Linked DNA regions of Mus musculus: all the other regions are linked to region 2. A link is a contact called in public HiChIP or PLAC-seq data. All regions are on one chromosome and are shown on one strand. Each heading gives the region's core, a stretch centred on a gene start, on an enhancer-like site or on the middle of the called end of the contact. The rest is flanking DNA. Distances are from core to core; before and after follow the strand shown.

Region 1 (3,501 bases), core at 49-2,548, 200 kb after region 2:
GTGACATGTTTCACTTTTGGAACTCTTGCTGAAGTGGTCATAAAGTCATAAAAGCAAGAAAAGGGAAGGGCAAGTCTGAGAGGGGAAGTTGCGGCTCGCTCATCTTCACGAAGCATTGTTCCTCGCTGCAGCCCTGTGATCCTAACTCCTACGTCACCGCCAACGGGGTACATACAAGGCCAGGGAAACCGATTCCTCCTAGGATTCATAAGCAACGGCTGGGAGCGCTGTGTCTCAGGCCCGAGCGCAGCAGGACACAGGGAACGGGAAGATAGGATCACCTTTCAACTTTGAGCTGTTTGTAACTGGAAATGACTATGGGAGCACAGAGGAAGTCGAGAGCACAGCGGTGCTTTGTGAGATGGAGATGGAGCACGGTGGTGAAGCATTTGCCTAGCAAGGGCAATGACCTGGGCTGGATTCCAGGCATCGCTAAACAAGCAAGCAAACAAAGTGTTCATGTCTCTAGAACACTTTTTACCTTTTTCAAAATACCTTGATCCCCCTTAATTTGGCTGTCACAACAACACTGTGAGATGGACCGGACAGCTTATCGCCATTTTAAGACTGGGAAAGTAAACTGTCAGGTAGTCTTGTAACTTCTCTGAGAATGAACTAGAATAGCCTATCTCAATGTACGCCCTGCTAGCTGTATATATACCATCCTCCTCTCACCTCCCCCACCCCAAACCCCACACGCTTCTCCCTCTGCTAAAACTCACATGGCACACGTTGCACAGTGGCCAATGTGTGCACTCAGGTTTAAAGGCCGTGCCTAACTGTGGTCTGCTAAACCCAGCCTGCTTCACTAACTCTTTATGGACTGCGGTGACCAAGATGTTTGCACCAATTTGTTCCAAGAGGGAAACTTGTCAGAACATTCGCTTCCTGTAGCCTCAGGTCCCTGAAATACCAGCCACCAAAATCACCTGTGGTTTACCATAATGCCTAGACTCATAATCGTTTCTCAACTAAATAGCCCAGGATTATACAAGTCTGCAGGGATAGATGTACTCAGACCTAAAATAGCTGGCTTGCCAACAAACTTAAAAAACCCAAGCCACTGCGGGAAAGCATAAACAGATTCGGTCGTTAGGATGATTATATCAAATAAGACAGTTACAGGAAAGCAGCTCTGCGAACCATAAATGTTACACAAAACTGGGTTACTGCTCTTCCCTTCCCTTTGTGTACGTAATCCACTTTGTCAATTTTCTGTGGAAAATCCTTCATTGCGGCTTTCCAGGTGACTCATGGTGCTTCTTGTTGCCGGGGGTTTTTTTTCCAGATGGTATGAATCAGGTGACATGAGACAGAGTTCTAGTTTAAACACCACGGGCTTTGCACAGATATGGACTTTGCACAGACAATGCCTGACAGGAAAAAACCCCAGGAGCCAAGGTTCTCCAGGAACCAAGACGCCTCCTGGGTTAAGCCCACACTTCAGGAAAGTGCAAGGAGTCTTAGCTGCCAGCTTCGAAGCCGTGCCTTACAAGTAGACGGGAAGGGAGGAATGCTATGCTTAGATTAATTTTTTTCCCTGCTGTACTGGCTGGTTTTGTGTGTCAACTTGACCCAGGCTGGAGTTATCACAGAGAAAGGAGCTTCAGTTGGGGAAGTGCCTCCATGAGATCCAGCTGTGGGACATTTTCTCAATTAGTGATGAAACAGGGAGGGCCCCTTGTGGGTGGGACCATCTCTGGGCTGGTTGTCTTTGGTTCTATAAGAAAGCAAGCTGAGCAAGCCAGGGGAAGCAAGCCAGTAAGTAACATCCCTCCGTGGCCTCTGCAACAGCTCCTGCTTTCTGACCTGCTTGAGTTCCAGTCCTGACTTCCTTTGGTGATGAACAGCAGTATGGAAGTGCAAGCTGAATAAATCCTTTCCTCCCCAACTTGCTTCTTGGTTCATGCGGGAATAGAAACCCTGACTAAGACACCTGCCAAACTCTCGTGTGAACAATATGGAAAGTGGGGTGGGAGAAAAAGGGTTAGAAAAAAAATAAGAGTTTTTTAAACCTCATCAGAATTTAGAGGCAGCAAAGTTCACTGTCCCCACTTGTTCCATTCAGGTTACGGTCACAGAAATGGGCCGAGCGCATGGTTTAAATGCTGCTTCTCCATGAAGGCTGCACACAGCTGGGACTTGGTGTTCGGAAGAATGAGTTAGGCTACAGAGCTCACAAGAAGCTCTAGCTCAGGCCCTGTACCCACAGATGGACACTAGCTGGAATAAGCACTCAGTGTTTATGTCCCCTTAAAAATTATACTGAAGTCTGAACCCCCAATGTGGAGGGGGTGCAACTGTCCTCCATGAATTCTCCGGCCTCTCGGCCATGTCAAGAGTCAGCTAGCCCTGAAGCGTGAAGCAGGCTGTCATCAAACACCTCAGCCGGGGCCTGATCTAGACGGTCAAGAGCTGCGAGCAGTAGACCGAGTCACCTGGGCGGATGAAGACAAGCTGGGCTCCAAATAACTGACTTCTCTAAGTTAGCAGCTGCTAGGCATGAAATTTCACCTTGCTAATTTTGCTGCTTTTCTATGGCCCTCTTTGACCTCTGTGCTTGCTGGTTTTCTGTCACCTTGAGAGATGCTGGAGTTATCTGACAGGAGGGAGACTCAATTGAGCAAAGGCCTCCATAAGATGAGGTTGTAGAACATTTGTGATTGATAGGGAGGGTCCAGCCCATTGCAGGGCTACCCCTGGGCTGGTGGTCCTGGGTTCTCTAAGAAAGCAGGCTGAGTAGGCCATGAGGAGTGAGCCAGTAAGCAGCATCTTTCCATGGTCTCTGCATCAGCTCCTGCCTCCAGGTACAGGCCCTGTTTGAATTCCTGACTTCCTTCAGGGATGGACTACAATGTAGATGTGTAAGCTAACTAAACCCTTTCTTCCCCCAGTTGCTTTTGGTCATGTTTCATTACAGCAGCAGTAATCCTAGCTAAGACAATACCATAAGAAAATCTTATTTATTTGGGGGATGAACCAATACTTTATATTGTTCAATAGTCATGGATAGTGACAATTTCTGCTTATTCTTTGAAGTGCCATAACCTTCTTTACAGCTACTGAGTCTACTACTTGGAATTTGTGATTGTGAGACAAGGCCGCATTATGGACCCAAACCAACCTGGAACTCACTGTCTAAAGTTGGCCACCCTCAAATTTATAATCCTCCTGACTCCACCCAATTTTCCAGTGCTTGGGGTGCCTAGCCCTTTTGTGTCAAGTTCTTCAGAACTTCGTCTTAGGTGCTCTGTCCCCATCAGCAATGTTTGCCTAGACAGCTCATCCACTCGATAGCCTCAGCCACTCCTGTCAAGGAGAGGACTCCAAAATGCCCTCCCCCTACATCTGTCTTGTGTTCCGCATATCCAAAGAACCATCCTCATGCCTTTCCAGACACGCTGGAGAGCCTTAACGACACAATCATTTTCATCTTCCCTAGCCTACCTGCATGTAAAACGTTTTAAGATTTGTATCCAGGCAGCTAATCCACACAGGATA
Region 2 (3,655 bases), core at 776-3,275:
GTGATTCCACCAGCAGCCTCGTGATTTTTACTCATGAACTCCCACTAATAATATGTACATACTTGAAGTAATTCCAGTAATTCTGCCCCAAACTGCAGGCTCTGTTTCTCTTCTGCAAACGGTTCAGTCTGCCATGCATCCAAAACATTGTTTGATATTGTTGATTGGCTAATCTGAACATCCTACATTTATGTTAATGATATAAAAATGTATATTTGAGAAATAGTGTTTGATGTAAATGTGTGTGTATGTATTGATAAAATTAAATGTGTTGTTAGAATGCCCCTCTAAAAAAAAAGCGGGTTATTTAATAGACTTAAAAAACAACCTTATGCTTATTGTCAACTTTTATAGATCACCAGTTATTGTCTATTTGACTAAGTTTCTTGCCATTATCCCTTCTAGAGAATAATCACTTTAAGTTGCTGTATTCCGTGGCAGACACAGTTCTAGCCTCTGGGGCTCACCCACCTCTGCAGAGTCGCATGGAAATCACAGTTTTCAAAGACTCTCCTTGTCATCTCTCGCAGTAGTGTAAGCTTTGGCTGTACCAAAAGTGATGTGGCCACCATGTTTTGAGAACTCCGAGAACTGTTTTCCCACTTTTCATGTAGTTTAGCCTGCTACAGCCTAAGGAGGCAAACCTGAACTCAGAATACATTTGTATGGAGACAGCCATAGCTTAGCCCCCGACTCCCTGTAGGCTGCTGCAGAAAGGCTTTCCTGCCCAGCTGTAGCGGAACTGCTAAGTGACCGATGGCGTGTGCAGTTGAAAATTTCTTATGACTCTAAAATACAATGCTCATGAATTTTACAAAAGAATGTCAGAAAGTATAAGTGAAAGATTAATAGAAATTATACATGTTATGTTGGCAATTGTAGGTATATAAAAGCTCATGGATAAAGGCAACCTGTGTGTTGTTACAATTGTTACAGACAGCAAGGCTGTGATACAGAGACCTAGACATAGAAAAAACGAAAGGGAAAATGCCGGCTCCGTTCTCGCCATGGTACCATGGAAGAGTTTTCCACTAGTAGGTTTATATTGTTATTTTAATTTTCTGCACATGTGTCTGTTACCTTTATAGTACTTTTGAGAAGCTAACTGTTGGTCTTCTCCAAGATGAATTTCCTTCCCTGTAGAAGCCTAGTAATGTCATGCTTAGCTCCTGCCACACATGGCTTAGAGTCAATCTGGAAGTTGGCCTTGCTGAATTGCCATTTGTTTTCCATTCTCTCTCTCTCTCTCTTTCTCTCTCTCTCTCTCTCTCACACACACACCCCACACACACAATCTCTCTTTGTCCCTCTCTTTTTTCCCTCCCTCCTTCCTTCTTTCCTTCCCTCCTTCTGTCCCTCCCTCCTTCCCTCCTTCTTTTCTTCCTTCCTTTTTTCCCTCCTCCCTCCCTCCCTCCCTCCCTCCCTCCCTCCCTCCCTCCCCTCCTCCCTCCCTCCTTCTTTTCTTTCTTCTCTTTTTCCCCTCTCTCTTTCTCTCTCATACAAAGACTTTTTTTTGGAGACAGGGTGTTATTCCACAACCCAGCCTAAGCTAAAACTTACTATGTAGCCCAGGCTAGCCTGCAGCTCATTATCCTCCAGCCTCAGCCTCCCCGGTGCAGGGATGACTGATCCAGCTTTTCTGTCTGTTGCTTGAAATATCCTTATTTCTCTAAACAAATGGATTTATGGCAACATAGTCACAAATCCTTCTTGATAATGCTTTATCTTTCAAGTTATGTATTTATATACCTCACAAGACCTGCTAGAATTACAGTCATTAGTTCAAATGAAGGCTTCTGAAGATGACAATTTTCATGAAGACCTATGCAAGGAACATTTTTTGGTATATGGCTGGATCATTTAACACTCTATAAATCAAATCATGCCCAATCCATCTGTATTTAGGCTAGTCGTGGGTAGGTGATTAATGAATATTTTTCATGCTAATGTCTCACAGACCAAGGCTGCACCCATAACCACATAATCATCACAGTGGAAACTGTGACTCAGCTCTGATGTCCGATAGGAGGGTCCTATGAATAGTGTAGACAATGCCGTGCAAAGGCTGCAGTTGGTGGCCCGGCTTCGCAAATCTTTCCAGAAGTCCTAAAGCATGTTGGCAGGTCCTCACTTAGCCCTGTCACTTCTGCTTAAATTTCTTCATGCAAAATACTCACAATCATGGGACATTAAGGTGCATTTGATCTCCAGCAGCCTCCCTCAGTGAAGTGAATCAGAATCATGGGATTCCCCTAGGCCTGAGATTCCTGGAGGGTTTATTTTTATACAACATTCCTCTGGAGAAAGAGGCACCCACTCCCTAGAGGGCTGTGACCCTTCTGTACTTAATCAGAGCAGCCCAATGGAAGGTCCTTTCGACAGAGTCCTACTCCATAAGAGGATCTCTGAAACATCTCAGCAACTAGAAACTGATCTGATGTGTGTGTGTGTGTGTGTGTGTGTATGTGTGTGTGTGTGTGTGTGTGTGTGTGTGTGTGTGTGTGTACAAATATGTGCAGAGGCCAGAGGTTGACTTTACATCTTCCTCAACCATTTTTTTTTCTTTTTCTTGAGGCAAGGCCTCTCACTGAACCTTGAGCTTGTTTGTTTCAGATAGACTGAGTAGTCACTAGCCTCCTTCATCCCTCAGGTCTCTGTGGTTGCATAGCAAGATTTTTACCCATTGTTCCATCTAGTGCTCTCTGATCTAATTTGATGAAGTCCCTATCAAGAAAGAATTTCTTTTGGCTTTACAGTTCCAGGTGGATATAGCCTACCATGGCTGGGAGTGCATGGTCACAAAAATCTCAACTTTGGCTGTTTACATCTCATGGTCAGTCAGGAAGCAGATAGTGGACAGGAACTGGGTCTAGACACAGACCCTCAAGTTCTTCTCCCAGTCGACTCTCTCTTCCAGCAGAGAGCTACCTCATTACTGTTCTACAGCCTTCCAAAACAGCACCACTAGCTGAAGGCAGTGTTCAAGCATGTGGCCTATGGCAGGTTTTTCATGTCACCTGAAAACAAACTCTCCTTGGCCCACCTGTGCTTTAGCCATTCTTTCTCCATCTTAATTTCACACACATATTAAAACTTAACTATACATACATGGCTACAGAGTGGGTCTCTGCCTAGCCTACCGGTCTCCATCTCAGCATACCACTCCCCGCCCCCACTTAGCAGTGAACATTGTGATGTTGTCAGTGACTCCCATGGCGGCAGATTCACCAGTCACCTCCCTGTCCATTTTCTTTGATGGACAGAACTGTATAGGGCTGGTGTACACTTTGCCCTTCCCGCTGTACTGCTTTCCTCTTGCATTGGATAATTCTGCATTCCTCGTTTCTCATTTTTCCTCCCAGCTGGCCTCTCCTGCAGTGTCTGCATGCCCCAGGCTGTGTGCTGAAGCCCTCTCTTCTCTGGCTATGGTCCCTCCTTGGCAACCCATCTATTGCTGTGGCTTTAAATACCAATTTTATGTCAATGACTCCCTGGTGTATTTCTGTCTCAGTCATGTGTCCTCGAGTGCATGCTTTTATATACAACATGAGTGTCTAGTTATCATTTCAAGCTTAACATGTTCTGAGTAATACCCTGGATTCCCACTCTCAAGCTCTTTCATGGTCTGCTCCTTTACTTCAATTAAAATCTCCAG
Region 3 (3,622 bases), core at 1,008-3,507, 220 kb before region 2:
GTTCCCTCCACATACCTCAAAGCTCTGGTCTCCTCTGAAGTAGAAAAAATTCACATCCACTGCAGAAGAAGGTGTGCAGCTCTCTGAGGTCATATATGTGAGGGTAAGGTGCATGCCATGGCGTAGACATCAGAAAATTCTAGAAAAACAAGTGTCAGTTTAAAAGGCACCTTAGAAGTAAGCAATATCTTACTGAATGAGTGTGTGTGTGTGTGTGGGGGGGCAGCATTTATGAGCCCTGCTGCCATCAGTTGGTCTCTCTGCCACTCAGGCCCCAGGTTTGCTTTACTACAACTCAATTTGGTTTATTTATCTTATTTTTTTATTTAAATGACACATTAGTTGTATTTAAAGTAGGTTTTTATGACCTGGAGTTTGTAGATTTCACTGCGTGATTTTAATTCTCACCTCTAATTTCTGGAAGCTAATCACACGGTGTTGTCACCTAATTGCTGTCTTCACTGACAGTTATGCAGATGGAGCTTTAAAATATGTCTTTATGCAAAACACCATGATGGCTCATCCTCTGTATAGTGCCTGTGGTGGCTCCCATGAGGCTTTTAAAAAATGGACTTTGAAGTGTCACATGAACACACATTCTTCTTTTAGAGACAGTGATTCTGCTGAGTAATGAATGGACAGCCAGTGAATTGTGGCGATCCTTTGGGAATCAGCAGACCAGAGTCAGAACCAGTAGCCATGGGCAAACATAAGTTGATTGGTGTCTTGTTAGGAATTGTGGCATTGCTTTTGTTTTTCTTATTACAATTCTCCTCCTCCTCTCCCTCCTCCTTCCCTCCTTTTCCTACTCTTTCTCTTCCTCCTTCTTTTATGAAGGATACGTTGCTTATTTTCTGCTTCCCCATGCCATTTCTCTTGCACCCTCTCCTGTTTCCTCTTTCTCTTAATTTATCCCTGCTTCTCCTCTACCCTAACTGGCCTTTCTCTCTGTCTCTTGATGATCCGGGCCTTCTACTATTATCTGCGTGCTTTCTTATCCTGTGCATCTGACTCTGTCTCTCTTGCCCTCCTTCTTCCCTCCCTTCCGGTCCCATTCATTCTCTTTTCTCGACTTTTCCTACTCTTCCTCCTCACCATTCCCTCCCCACCCCTGCCTGTCTGCTGAGTGACCAAGGCTATGAGCTCCCTCAGAAACACAGGCATGTCCTTACAGGCCCCTCTCTCTTGTACTGATACGAGTTCTTTAGACTTACATGGAATGAAATGTCATATTTAGCATCGCTAAAAGAGGAGGTTTTATTATCTCAGGAAGGAACTTCAGTTGGAATGGCGCTGGGTGTGATTTGAGAATATTTGTATTGTAGGTTAACTTTGGTCAAGTCCCTTTAATACACTGGAAGCCTTGGTTTGTTTTTCTTTTAAGTTTTTCATTTAGCTTTTACTTCATGAAGAAAGATGTTCTTGGATTTCATTTAATTAATAGTGAACATATGCATGCATGCATGTCTGCGAGGGAGGTGGATGTTACCTTCTGCTGCTACCTACATTGTTTCTTGAGAGAGTCTATGTTTTGGCCTGCAGTGCCTAAGTAGATTAGATGGTCAGAGAGCCCCAGGGGTTCCCCAGCATGAAGGTTACAAGTGCATACTGCTGCCATTCCTATGTGGTTCTAGGGACTGAATCTAGGGTCTAATGCTTGCACAGTAAGCGCCTAACTAACTGAGCTATTTCTTCAGCCTCCTGCTCCATTGTTGTCCTGATCCATTTCTTTCCTTTTCTTTTCTTTTTTTTTTTTTTTTTCTTTTTGGTTTTTCGAGACAGGGTTTCTCACTCTGTCCTGGAACTCACTCTGTAGACCAGGCTGGCCTTGAACTCAGAAATCTGCCTGCCTCTGGTGGTGCACGCCTTTAATCCCAGCACTTGGGAGGCAGAGGCAGGTGGATTCTTGATCCATTTCTTGACACTGCAGTGAAACAGATGTTCTGTGTAGACAGACTCTAGTTTGTTGCAGGTCCTTAAGGTACGTGCTGAATCTGGGTAGTATTAAACATGGCTTCTGAAAACTAATGGGAAAGGAAATCTGTGGTTGGATAATGATTTGATCTTTTTTGAGAAAAAGGTCCTGAAGGAAGCAGGTCTGGCCTTATCTTCTCTGTTGGATATAAGATGTAAAACCCCTCCTTGCTATTGTCCACCAGACCCTGTCTCATTTTTCCCCTCTCTGACTGCCAACACAGTGCCTGGATAGCAGCAGACTCCCAACACAGTGCCTGGATAACAGCAGGTGCTCATGGCTTCCTGCAGCATTTGCCTTGTAGTTTTCTCTAACTCCCACATATAGCCATGATAGCATCTTGCAAATTCTCGGCAGCTCCAGCCAGCCACAGTTCTTTCTTTGTCAAGAAACCCCCTTGCCTTTAATCAACACGAACACTCCTTCCAGTATGCAGTTTTCCTGCCGTAGTTATTTATGAGTATCAGTTTTCCTTCCCAAGGTTTCAAAGCCAGAAGACTCACCAGGAAGTGGGATCCAGAATCCTTCAAGTTTCATGGCCCTGCAATTTAGCTGTTACAGTAATTTGTCTCTCCCTGCCCTCTTTCCCTGGTTTCTGCTCCAACCTGCCTGCAGCCTACACTGCTCTTTTATTGCCTCCTCTTCCTGTCGGCTGAGTCGGTTCCACTCTGGGCACGTTGCCAAGCTTTACAGCTTCCTCTTTCCTGCCTGTTTCTCAATTCTTCATCCCTTTTCTCCCTGGTCTATTGAAGGATACGTAGAAATATTAAGGCCACTCAACTAAATCAGTGGAACTTGGTCAGTAAGTTTGGAGGTAATATGGAGAGTGGACAAGGATGGCCTGTCTTTTTCATCTATCTACACTGACCTTCCTTTCCAAGTTCCGTCTTACATCTATTTCCTGCACAAACACTCGGCCCCGGGCTCCTCTCCTTTCTGCACTGCATCCTGTTCTCCTGAATTGCCAGTCCACCATTCTCTTCTGATTCCTGTCTGCTTAGCGCTTTCCTGTCCATGAAGGCTTGGAATCCCACTTTCTGTACAATCATGTGCCCTTGGTTATTGCCTATCTCTTCCTCTGAAATCTAAAAGAACTTCCCGCGTGTCCTCACATGATGCTTAGTAACAAACCATGTCTCATGGGAAGACGCCTCCACATGACCCAGGGTAACCCTTGAAGCCAACAGCTGTGGTACCTGCAGTGGGAAGCAGGCTATTTAAGTGTCACGTTCGTTCACCCAGTATTTTGTCACTGGCAGAGCCCTTTCATCCACTGAATCTCATCAGATTTTCACAACTATATTACAAGGTCCACATCGCTACCATCATCTCACTGAGCAACTGCAGCCTCAACTTAGTGACTTTTAAAAGAAAATCCCTTTCAACCACAAAAAAGGAGTCCATAAAAGAGATAGTTTAGAAAGCAATTTGGCATTTTTTTTTCCCTACAGGCTATGTAAATAAGTCACTTCCCCTGCTCGGGAGTTAGGCAGTTAAGCATCTAATATTAATGAATCTGCGACTAAATAACTCTGTGTGGAGGTATGGAAGCCTTCAGCACTCAAATGGTGGATGATTCTACAAAGCGGTCACCATACAAAACTCACCCTTTAAAGCAGCAGTTGAGATATCAAATTTTGAGAATTG

The links. HiChIP or PLAC-seq counts read pairs in DNA pulled down with a chosen protein or histone mark.
Region 1: an H3K27ac HiChIP or PLAC-seq map of the NIH/3T3 cell line shows a contact between it and region 2, with 5 times the contacts expected there. The contact joins two enhancer-like sites. A contact is called at or near these places in 1 of 39 promoter capture datasets (frontonasal cranial neural crest), 1 of 15 datasets of contacts at CTCF or cohesin (the NIH/3T3 cell line), 2 of 115 datasets of contacts at active chromatin or transcription factors (the NIH/3T3 cell line and pancreatic cancer cells) and 2 of 9 other capture datasets (macrophages and pancreatic islet).
Region 3: a FOXA1 HiChIP or PLAC-seq map of pancreatic cancer cells shows a contact between it and region 2. The contact joins two enhancer-like sites. A contact is called at or near these places in 2 of 115 datasets of contacts at active chromatin or transcription factors (the NIH/3T3 cell line and pancreatic cancer cells) and 1 of 9 other capture datasets (adipose tissue).

The regions. Positions count from the first base shown.
Region 1 is chr2:113,820,188-113,823,688 of GRCm38.p6, forward strand. All of the region lies in intron 2 of Scg5 (secretogranin V), which reads right to left. Among named protein-coding and RNA genes, the nearest start is that of Scg5, 7.2 kb to the right of the region's middle. Within about 2 kb of position 1,299, at least 42 of the 459 cell types and tissues checked have an H3K27ac peak or open chromatin away from gene starts, as enhancers often do. A contact at or near this core is called in the NIH/3T3 cell line and pancreatic cancer cells, where this site is marked.
Region 2 is chr2:113,619,811-113,623,465 of GRCm38.p6, forward strand. The region is part of intron 15 of Fmn1 (formin 1); the gene reads left to right. Among named protein-coding and RNA genes, the nearest start is that of 4930533B01Rik, 87 kb to the right of the region's middle. Within about 2 kb of position 2,026, at least 45 of the 459 cell types and tissues checked have an H3K27ac peak or open chromatin away from gene starts, as enhancers often do. A contact at or near this core is called in the NIH/3T3 cell line and pancreatic cancer cells, where this site is marked.
Region 3 is chr2:113,395,239-113,398,860 of GRCm38.p6, forward strand. All of the region lies in intron 2 of Fmn1 (formin 1), which reads left to right. Among named protein-coding and RNA genes, the nearest start is that of Gm13963, 5.3 kb to the left of the region's middle. Within about 2 kb of position 2,258, at least 71 of the 459 cell types and tissues checked have an H3K27ac peak or open chromatin away from gene starts, as enhancers often do. A contact at or near this core is called in pancreatic cancer cells, where this site is marked.